Regions from separate parts of the Danio rerio genome. Here region 2 is linked to region 1. A link is a contact called in public HiChIP or PLAC-seq data. All regions are on one chromosome and are shown on one strand. Each heading gives the region's core, a stretch centred on a gene start, on an enhancer-like site or on the middle of the called end of the contact. The rest is flanking DNA. Distances are from core to core; before and after follow the strand shown. Region 1 holds the start of tnpo1 (transportin 1). Region 2 holds the start of si:dkey-204l11.1.

Evidence for each region. HiChIP or PLAC-seq counts read pairs in DNA pulled down with a chosen protein or histone mark.
Region 2: an H3K4me3 HiChIP or PLAC-seq map of gastrula embryo shows a contact between it and region 1, with 3 times the contacts expected there. The contact joins the promoter of si:dkey-204l11.1 here to the promoter of tnpo1 in region 1. A contact is called at or near these places in 2 of 4 datasets of contacts at active chromatin or transcription factors (embryo and gastrula embryo).

Annotation. Positions count from the first base shown.
Region 1 is chr5:35,876,301-35,882,159 of GRCz12tu, forward strand. It overlaps tnpo1 (transportin 1), which reads right to left and starts at 1,718. Exons shown (of 23, transcript XR_012406922.1): 1 at 1-1,718. It overlaps ptcd2 (pentatricopeptide repeat domain 2), which reads right to left. Exons shown (of 10, transcript NM_001017612.1): 10 at 2,167-2,599. The coding sequence ends at 2,375. trnak-cuu (transfer RNA lysine (anticodon CUU)) reads left to right here and starts at 1,855; the gene lies at 1,855-1,927. It overlaps trnak-cuu (transfer RNA lysine (anticodon CUU)), which reads left to right and starts at 4,380; the gene lies at 4,380-4,452.
Region 2 is chr5:36,164,844-36,170,410 of GRCz12tu, forward strand. si:dkey-204l11.1 reads right to left here and starts at 1,307. Exons shown (of 7, transcript NM_001109739.1): 1 at 1,211-1,307. It also overlaps a transcript of ar not described here.

The DNA of each region.
Region 1 (5,859 bases), core at 468-2,967:
TTTCACCTTTAAATCTTTTAAAGTGTCAGAGTTGTGGACAAAGAGATAGAAATCTTACAGATTTTATTAAAAATATCTTATTTGTGTTGTTAAAAAAAGATTAATTGAAACTTTAATTTTGATGTAAACTATTCTTTCATCGAGCAGTCTCATTAAAACGTCTAATGATAAAGGAGGCTGAGAACGTTTTTTGGCATCATCGATATTTAAAAAAATAGCATACCTAAATTTAGGGAATTATACAAATACACTATATTTAAATACCTGCAGACCTCTGTTATAAAATTAGGAAAATGTTTTTTGACATGGAAAAGCATAAAACCATAGTACCATTAATACATTTTTAGTGAGCTCTTTTCTGTCACAGGCAGCTGCATGCCATGTTGGACCAAAACGATGCATAATTTGCTAGACTGAAGCATCACCCAGTTCACCCTGTGACTTACTGACACACATCACTCACATATCACATATCACTCACTCTCCCTATGAGGAATGAAGGCAAAAACATCGCATGTCAGATGTCTTTGTCTAAGCTGCATCCGATTATGAGACTGAAATATCGTGATAACAGATGACAACACTCGCGCCACTGCAGCTGGAGGTCCGTCTGCGTCTCTTTACTGGCAGCAGACTACCCGGACAACAAGTGATTCAAACGAGACTACGATGCCTGAATATCATGTCTAGACGAGTTTTTTTCGCACAAATAGCGTTAATTAGATCATATGATAGTTTATAAATAATCTCTAACGTAAGCAGTCTCTGTCTCTATCTCTGCGTGTGTGTGTGTGTGTGTGTGTGTAGCCTGCAGACACAAAACAGCTGGACTCGCTCTTATCTAAAGTTTGATAGGATATTTTACTCAAAATGAAAACTATCTTATCATTTATCACACTTATGTCGTTTAAAAAGCTGGAAGGCAGGAGAATATGTTTTTTATTAATGTTAGCGGCTAAATATTTGTGTTACCACAGACTTTCATTATTGCTTAACGTTAGTAGCTTTTGACTTTTATCAAAACATTATCGTTTACATTCCTCGCAGAAAGGGTCAAACAGGTTTGGGAAAAGCTGAGGTGAGTAAATGATGACAGATGGCCATTTATAGGTGAACTATCCCTTTAAGTTAAACACTCCCTGAATGACAGTCGACGACACGCGTACTGACACCATACAGGCACCATCCTAATCTACAGATAACATATAAACAAAAGCATAACGCAGTCCGTAAATGACCGCGTGGGTTTCAAATCTCAAGTGCATACTAAGGTACGAGCTAATCACAGGCCAGTTCCTCCTGAAACTCCGCCATCCCCCTTATCCGCCGCCCTTCAGTGCTCGGTTTAACAGTGCGGTTAAGGATACTTGTTGGACGGATCGTTGCGTTGATGTATCCGGGGACTGTGACTCCTTGAGCAGCTGTAGGATCTGCTGAAGCCCCTGCTCGTCGGGTTTCCACTGGCACTCCATCTTGTGTTGCTGAAGTCTCTCTCTCTCTTTCTGTAGGCGCACAGATCTACACCCTTTCACATCAAATAACGGCCTCCACCTTGACCTTCAGCTTCGGGCCGACTATTATGGAGCTGGGGGTGAGGAAGACGCCTCTGCAAGGGATTGTGGTGGCTGGACCCGGGTGAAATTGCGCGTGTTCCGCGGGCGGTGGTGGTGGTTGTTGGTGGCGCTAGGCTAGCTTACATACATTCAGGGACTCGGTCTGGTCCGGATCACCGCACATCGCAGCGATAAGCCTCTGTGCAGTAGCGCCCGGGTCCTAGTGCCCGATAGGTAGCTCACTGGACTAAAGGAGTTAGCGGGGAAACCCTTGATGTGACCCCCAAAGCATTAATCTTAAGCCCGGCTAGCTCAGTCGGTAGAGCATGAGACTCTTAATCTCAGGGTCGTGGGTTCGAGCCCCACGTTGGGCGAATCATTTATTTACATTGTTAGACTAATTCAGTGTATTTCATAATCAGTACAATACGAATAGTTCACCTAAAATAACACAACTCGTTTCTCTCTCGCATGCTCTCTCTATATATATCATATATAATTCATTTTAGGAACGCAGAATATAAAGTGTTGCAATGTATTGTAAAAAAGTCATAAAGTCATAAAAATATATCACCAGTCACTTTTCTTACACTTCTTCAAAAAGATGCAGAAATAGACAAACTACACTTTATTAAAGTGACTTAATTCCTAACTTGATTACAGCAACTGAAGGAAACAGTAACTGGCTTAAACCAGCAGGAGGTGCTCATGTAAAAGCCCGAGATTGAACAGGCTGTGCCTTCAGAATGTGTAAATCAAGAACACTGTGTATAATATAAATACTGAACTTGAGAGTCTAGATGTGTCCTCTTTCTATAGGTTCATTCTAACAGCAGTCCAGACTGAAGAGATTTACGAGTCCTTTGTTTGATTTGTCTGTCTTTCTGTGGTAGCTCCAGAAGTCTCCTCTTCCTTGATGGAGTGTAACACAGCAAATCATCAAGTGTCATCTCCGTGATCTGACCGGCCTTTTCTAACTGTGTCAGCACCTGTTCTACCCTCTCCTCCCAAACACTACCAGCACTCTTTCTTCTTAATACATTTACCTAAGAGCAAAGAGAAACGGAAAAAAAACAGTGACACACATTAAAACCTATTAAACCTAAACTGTAAAACTTTAAATGTTAAGATAACTTAAACCATTTGAGGAAACCAATTGCAACAAACCATTTAAGTTCAAAAACTAATCCAAATCAGTACTGTGAACTTAATCCATTTGAGTAAACAAAGCAATATGAGCACAGTAAAACCCAAACCAACTGAGTACTGTTATGTTAAAACCCAGTAAAGTCAACACAAACCGTGTGAGGAAACCGATTACAATTTAAACCTTTTCAGGAAAAAAAAACTAATCTAGATGAGTATGTGAACTTACTCTATTTAGGTAATGAGCTTTAACACCAAGTTCAAAACTCTTTTCAAATGAGTAGAATTAACGTCCAGTCAATTTTGAGTTAACTACACGCATTTCATTTGATAAAGTTGATTGTTGAGTTTTACAGTGTATCACAGCTTATATGTTCACAGGCCCGTAGCCAGCCTGGTGAAACGGGTGGTTCCTTTTTCTCAAAAAGTGGACCTTTTTACAGTTATATGCTACAGTTTCTATTTAACTATGAGATTTAAATACTGCACTTTACTGGATTAACTAGTCAGAGTGGTCATCATAACCACACTTTTTGATGTACTAAAATATTTCCTAAAAAATTGCAATTAAAAAATTAAAACAAGACTTTAATTTTTAAAATACAAATTTATTACATCATATATCATTAGAAATAAATAGCAATATGTTAAAGTTTGAAAGTAAAAACAAAACAAAAAAACTGTAGCCTACTATCATTTATTAGACAAAACAAACTGGCCAGCACATTAAACTGTCCTCAGTTTGGTCTTAAAGCCTTTTTCGATGGATTATTTTCATTATTTAATGGCATAGCGGTCAAAATAGGACAAATGAGCTCATGTATGGGACAAACTCTGGACCTTTGTGAGGGATGGGTCTTCCGAACACCCCTGGCTAAAGGCCTGGAAGGTTAGAACATGTTTTATGCTTATACTGTTTTTAATAGAATTTTGGCTGTAAAAGCGCACCTACAGGTGTTTCAGGCGCAGGTCAGATTTTTTTCCAGGTCAACATTTATTTTATTTATATTAATTTATGGATTATACCTTTCCAGTTTCATCTGGAATGCATCCCAGATCACCCTCTGAAGTTGTTTGAGCGATCGGATATCTGATCAGAATAAAACGAATGAAGTGACCAAACAGCCTCATAAACACAGTCGTGACGGGATTAGCGCTTTTTAATGTGAAGTGACATCTGACAGCTGAGGAACCCGCTTGCAATTTAAGCCTTCGTCGGAAAGTTCATTAAAAAAATAATGTCAAAAACAGGGAACGGGAGGTCATGTACTGGACAAGTCAATAAACATACAGGACGTCCTGGCTAATGCGGCCAGTTATGACCTCTCAGGGGGTTATATATTTTACACTCTATGGTTATGTCACATGACTCGCGGCTTTGAGGCTCCATGAGATTCGAATTACTGGCCATAGTTATTTAAAATTACACTTTATTACATTTTTTTATTAAATATTAATTTAATACTATTAATTATATAATAAATATAATATATAATATTAAATTGCATAAAATAATTAAATCACCCGAACCCCCCCCTTGGTCTGGTCCGGATCACTGCACATCGCAGCGATAAGCCTCTGTGCAGTAGCGCCCGGGTCTTAGTGCCTGATAGATAACTCACTGGACTAGAGGAGTTAGCGGGGAAACCCTTGATGTGACCCCCAAAGCATTGATCGTAAGCCCGGCTAGCTCAGTCGGTAGAGCATGAGACTCTTAATCTCAGGGTCGTGGGTTCGAGCCCCACGTTGGGCGAAACATTTATTTACATTGTTAGACTAATTCAGTGTATTTCATAATAAGTACAATACTTACTAACAAGTAGTTCACCAAAAATGACCCAACTCTCTCTCTCTATACAGTTAATTTTAGGAATGCAAAATATAAAGTGTAGCGATGTATTGTAAAATAATCATAAAGTGTCCATCAAATTCTAAAAGTTTCAATTGAACGAATGCTTAGGGTTATTTAATGAACTACACTTATATTAAATAGCATGACTGATAATGTAAAAGAAACCCATGAAACTGAAAATAGTCATATCAATAATATAATAATATTAATATGAACCTTGCTTGCCATGCATATAGGCCCATTTATTTAAAAAAATATATACTTTATCATTCGGGCCTGTAGCCAACCTGGTCAAAAAGGTGGTTCTTTTTTTTTTTTTTTTTTTAATTGACCTTGCAGTTATTCACATCATTTTCTATTTAATTCTAAGGTAAAAATATATAATATAAAATATAAATAAAATAAATAAAAATAGGCTTAAATACTGTTAGTGACATTTTAAGCACCATTTCTTTCGCTGGATTAGCTTGTTGGATGGTCATCATAAAGACACGTATTGATGTACCAAAAACATTTCCTTAAGATTTAGAATAAAGTAATATGAAAACAATACTTTAAAAAAATACAAATTCATCACACTATATATATATCAGTAGAAAAAAATTGAAATCTGTTTTAAATTAAAATCTGTAGCCTATTGTCATTTATTAGGCAAATAACAAACTGGCCAGCACATTCAACTTTCATCAGTCAGAACTTGGAATGCCAGAAGTCACACTGAAGCAACAGCTAGTACATGATTCAAGTTGTTTTTTTTACATGTATAGGACCTGTCACTGAGGGGTGGGTCTCTCAAACCACCGAACCCCCCTGGCTACTTCTTGTATGTCTCTTCCAATATAAAACATGTCACAGGCAGTAACACCATATGAATAATACGATATGTTGGTAAACAGTCATGTTTAAGCGCTCAATCAATGCTAACAGTGTTTAGTAAAAATAAAATCTAATACATCTCATGCATGCATGTAACATACAAACAACACACAACAGCCCATTTATCTTCCAGCAGAACATCTAGAAAAAGTTCGGAAGACCGTATAATCACACTGATTTCCAGTGTATACTGAGTATAGTAAGTTGCTGATTTACAGATACAAGACTCTTAATAAACTAAGAGAGTGGACGCGTATCACCAGTCACTTTTCTTACACTTCTTCAAAAAGATGCAGAAATAGACAAACTACACTTTATTAAAGTGACTTAATTCCTAACTTGATTACAGCAACTGAAGGAAACAGTAACTGGCTTAAACCAGCAGGAGGTGCTCATGTAAAAGCCCGAGATTGAACAGGTTGTGCCTTCAGA
Region 2 (5,567 bases), core at 57-2,556, 290 kb after region 1:
GTATATGGTTTTCACGTGATACTATGCTATTAGTCATATTTTACTGACATATTTTATTTATTATTTATATATACATTTGGAGGCAAATTGCACAATTTGATTGTTCAAATGAATATTAACAATCACTTAATGAAATACAGTAATAATTTGTAAAATATACAGACAGCAATACAGTATACCATTCAGTATGTTCTGAATAACTATCAATATTTGTTATACAGTAAATTTCTTTACCATCAGCTGCCACTTTTAAATCAGATTTTTGTACAGTGAAGTTCAGTTTTTGTCTTTGAATTTGAAAATAAAAAAAGAATTCAAACCCCAATTTAACCTACATAGCATTTACATTTTTGTATAATTTATATTTGTATAATTACTGAAACATATTGAACTACTATAGTTAATGGTAATAATACCTTTTAAATTCAAGGAACATTTTGTTCTAGGTTATTGTTTTAATACAGAATGGGATTTGGTTCATTCATTCATTTTTAGGAAACGTTAAATATTACACAATTGCTTAAACAGAATCTGCACAAATGTATAACTAATCAACTTAAAAAGTATTTCACAGCTACCTTGTGGGACTCTGAAAATAATCCAACAGAGGTTTAGATCATACTGTTTAAAAATATATATTCAAATAAAACAATTCTTTTTTTAATGTTTTTTGGCAATTTAGTGGAACAAACGATTTTAACGACGAGTTATAAATCACTCAGTTAAAACTATATAGATTTTAAATAATAGTAAATATTTGCAACTTTTTCATATCCTCAGATTTATGCATATTAAATAAACTGCTTGATATCGCTGTGTTATTAACTGAAAATAAAAGATAAAAGAAAAGAAAGCAGTCCTGCTTATTTCGTGGAATATAGGCAACACAGTATAGTCAGCTTCAGTGTGTAGTTACATTCGTTTCGATAATAAAGATTAATGTCCATTCGCGTTCATTCATTCTCAATCTGAGAACACGGAGAAACAGATCAAGAGAGAGCACACATTCAGGTGCCATCTAAAACAAAAATACCTCCGTTAAATGATCTGCTGGGAATAATCTTCCCGAGGCATAAAACAGAAGAAAGGTGCTCAAACTGAACTAAGTAGGGCGCACAGCTACGATTCAGAAGTAGAGAGCAGCGCACCGGCTACTAATCATCAATCTCCTGTAAACTCACGTATTAGGGACACTTTCATCCGCACTTACATTGTAGCAGGGGCAACTCTCGGCAGTCACTTAATTCTCTGTCCCATTAAAGTAAACGTCTCCTGTGGCTTTGGGTAAATTCGGTCCAATTTAGCTTGTGGTTGAAGCTGTTGACTGGCACATTTGCCCTGTGAGCTACCGTGCGCTGCGGCTCGGGGACAGACAGGAGGCATGTCAAGACATGTTCACACTAATGTGACTCTCAAACAAGCTGCCGTTTAAGGAGAATTAGGATGCGCCTACACCATCTCAAAGTCATCTCATTGAGAAATGCGATTGAATGGAAATTGCTATATAACGGCATTTCAGTTATCTGAATCTAAAACAGAACGATACCTGTTTGATATCTTGTGGCACATCAACTCAACCACAGACATTCTGTATATAAATGTAAAGTACATCTTTAAAAAAAACGAAAAAAAATATCTAGAACTGATTAAGATTAATTATTTTTTTCCAAATGAAAACGTTTAGAACTTTCACATGTACTGTTTTTACCGCAGTAACATCTTATGAACGCATGGTGGCGATAATGAACGCATTGACCTTTGAAGTGGCTTTGAATGACCTTACGTAACTAAAAAAAGATTTAAATTACATAACAATTCATTTTAGTTTACAACCTGACAATGCATCATATTCATTTCAGCTCATCTCATTGTGTAACAATCATTATGGTACTCTGCATTGTGTTGCATTGCATTATTAGAGAGCATTACCTTAAGTTGAACGCTGCAGCTCAGTAATCAGTTGGCCAGTAGCACAGCAAGTCATGTTTACTTTCATCTTCTGATCAATTTTCTCTGCAATTATCGCACACAAACTATTCTGAAATTGTTGAGCTAAGTGAAGAATGTTTTGTGCGAGCAATTGTGGTATACGTGTTGATGAAAAGATAACTGCAAAGACATGTATGTGTGTCTGAGAGAGGGAGAGAGAGTAGGAGGGCACTGTAGCCTTGCATAGCTTTCGTAGTGGATTTGGCAAAGGAAGAAATAACAGATAGGGAAAGTGGGAGAGAGTGCATGACAGAGTAGTTTTATATTTTGTCAGGGTTGTTGTGTCTGAACTTAGACCAGGTCAGAGACAGTGTTTTGGACAGGTTGTTTTGTCCCTTAACCAGTCTTAAGCAACTTAATTTACAGAACACCAGGATTTTATATTAACAGAAAGGTTTTACCAGTCAAACTGATAGTTTAGTCATTGTTGTTGTGCATTGTAAAAATATATAAATAAAGTTTTTCATATTTTGTGAACATTTTATATATTCATGATTTTGAATTGAATTATACATTGTATTGTACATTAATCTTTTTTCCAACAACTTTTTGTAAAACGTTGGAAAAAGTGAGTTTTTTTGGACAATTTACTAGTTTGAAGTGATATATTGCCTATGTTGCCTTTATAAATAACATTATAATAACCTGCAAATGCACTTACAATAATATTGTGTTGTTTTTCTGTCCTAATTTCTTATAATACAATACAAAAATTTAATACAATCTAATACAATTTTAATTTCAAACTTCTAAAATGTCATTAAGTCACTTTGCTAAACTCCACAGTTGAATTTTCAACATAAAAAGTTGACATAGAAATATATAAAATAACAAATAAAGTGAACTGTAAAATACAAAACCTGTTAATTAACTGATATTTTTTTTACAGTGTAGATAAAGACGTGTGCTCACCTCACCCTGAATCTTATCATAGCTGTTCCTGTCCTCTTCCACATCACACACTTCCTTATCAGAAGTGTAGATTTGCTCTGACCTCTAAAAACATGTACGTGTTTTGACGTCCAGCCTCATATTTAAGTCTAAGGCAGATATGATTCTATGAAGGAGCCCCAGACAGAGTCCTTCAGACCACAGGAAAGCAAAAAAATACAAATAAAATAATGCTGGAACTGATTAAGAGGGGGAAAAAAGAAAGTTGTTTAATACATTTGAAACCAGACCGCTCGGATTTTAGGATCGTGTCTAACAGAAGGCATGTGTGTTTGGCTGAGTGTGCGCTTGTGCGTCTTTTGTGGGAGTTTTTAAGTATGAAGGCCGTAGAGCAGAGCCAGACTCGGGAATAGTTCAGATAAGACTCTAAAGACCTACAGTACGTAGTTCTCAACATTAACTAGTACAGTTACAAGGACATATTAAATTATAAGTGGTTTGAGTTTAAAAGCTAATTCATCCTTGATACAGCTGCGCAGATGTCCCTGTGCACCTGCTGTTGACAGAGGAAAAACTATGAAAAGTGGCATGAGAGCCCCTAAAAACATTGGCGTTACTCACAGAACTAGAGTCCAACACAAGGGATTTGCCTCAGACCAGCAGCATAGACATAATGAGCAAAACAACACTGAACAAAATAGGATCTTACAGAAAACATTCTTTTGTTTTTGCTAAGCATTTTACTACTTTTGTGTTAGTCGATATCTGACTTCCAAACATGACTTTATTTTGAGGAATATCTGAGACAAAATTAAGAAAAATATGAGTGTTTTCCTTTTTATTTTTATGACCGCTTGATATTAATACATGTCAAATCTCTATACTCAAGTTTAAAGGCAGATTGTTTCAACATTAAAATGTTAATGCAAACTACTCAAAACATAACTAGATGAACCAGATGAACATTTCACAATTTGAGGTATATGGAAAATGTTTTGGCAGCCTTTTTCCTTAACAAAATATTTTAACAATGAAATTAGTTTCAAAGTTCTTGTGTGATCAAGTGGTTGATATGAACTCATAAAACAGGTTTTTATTCCCTGACTTTTTTTGACACAGAGCAGATGTAAATTTATGTTCAGCGAAACAATATCTATATAAAGGATCTCTCAGTAATTAATGTAATAAAATTCATGTTTACTTCCCAATCCTGACACAAAACCAGGGTGCAGTTACTGTTACTTGGTTCTATTGTAAATCTATAGATTATCCATGGTAAACTCCTTTAACTGGACTGTTCATTGCACAGACAGTGTTTCTCCTGTTTGTCTTGTTCTGTTGAGATGCTGTACTTCTAGCTTTAAACTAAATCACAGAGACATTTGAGTGTTTTGCTTAGTTTCAAGTGCTTCTCTTTCTCTTTCTTTTTTTTTTATTGGAGCTGCTCGGGTGATGGATTCGAGATCTAAAGAAACACTTTTTTTATTTTTCTATTTGTAAGGTGCTTATTTCTTGTTGAATTGCGGAATGCCTCTTCAGTTGTAAGTCGCTTTGGACATAAGTGTCGGCTAAATGTAAATGTGAGGTATATTGTATGTTACATTTTGTTTTTACTTTTTTTCAATGTTTTTTTTTAATCTCTATAACTTTGTATAACCTCTGAATTACTGCTTTCTGTTATGCTTGTCTATTACGTGTACCTTACTTTGAAAAGGAAGTTTCAAAGGCACTACATAAAAATAAATGTATTATTTTTATCCATCTGTGTGTTACAGATAAATGGTCCATGTTGCATAAACAGGCATGGACATTATCAGGGCTTGACATTAACACCCACCAACCCACCAAATGTGGGTAGATTTAAGCTGTGGTGGGTTAGATAGCCTCTCCCACTAGCCATTTTGGCTGGTTAAAATTAATTATAAAAAGTGTCATTTTGTAAGCAGCAGCGATTTCAGCTTTCAATTTAATCGATCTTTGAACAGATTGTTAATGCGTCTAACTTTACCCGCACATGTTTGATCATCCTTTCATTGTCAATATATTAAAATATATCATTTGATTCATATTTCATTATGTAAAATACAAACTAAGTGCAATGCAGCACGATGAAACCACAAGTCATTTGCTCATTCATATTGAGCAAGGTCATACACAACACACAAAAAATTTAAATGATTAAGTCATGTGATGTGGCCATAACACAAAATCCAGTCATTTTAGAATGCTAAAGACAAATTTGTGCACATAAAATATATTTTCTATTAGCCACAGTGGTTGGTGATCAAAAAAGTGAATGACAACATATTATAATATAATATAAATAATATATATAACATTTATGAAGTGCTTGCAATTTTATTGGGGGAATATTATATTGTGATAATTGTTGTTTTATTGTCCAACTCTGCCACGTACAATAAAAGTCAGCACAATTCAGGATTGTTTTAGACCCAAGCTAATTTTGAATGCATAAGATCTCACCCATGTATGCATCAGCCAGATTAGAGTCTGCAAATCTCTACGACAAGAGACTGTGTTGAACGCAATGCTTTCAGATTATGTCATGCAATTTACATAGTGTGCGAGGTGGATAAGCAGAAGTATGCAAATGCTTAGGTTGACAATCAGGACATCCTATCATCGCATTCAGTCTCAACTTTATATGGTCTGGAGACATTCATACA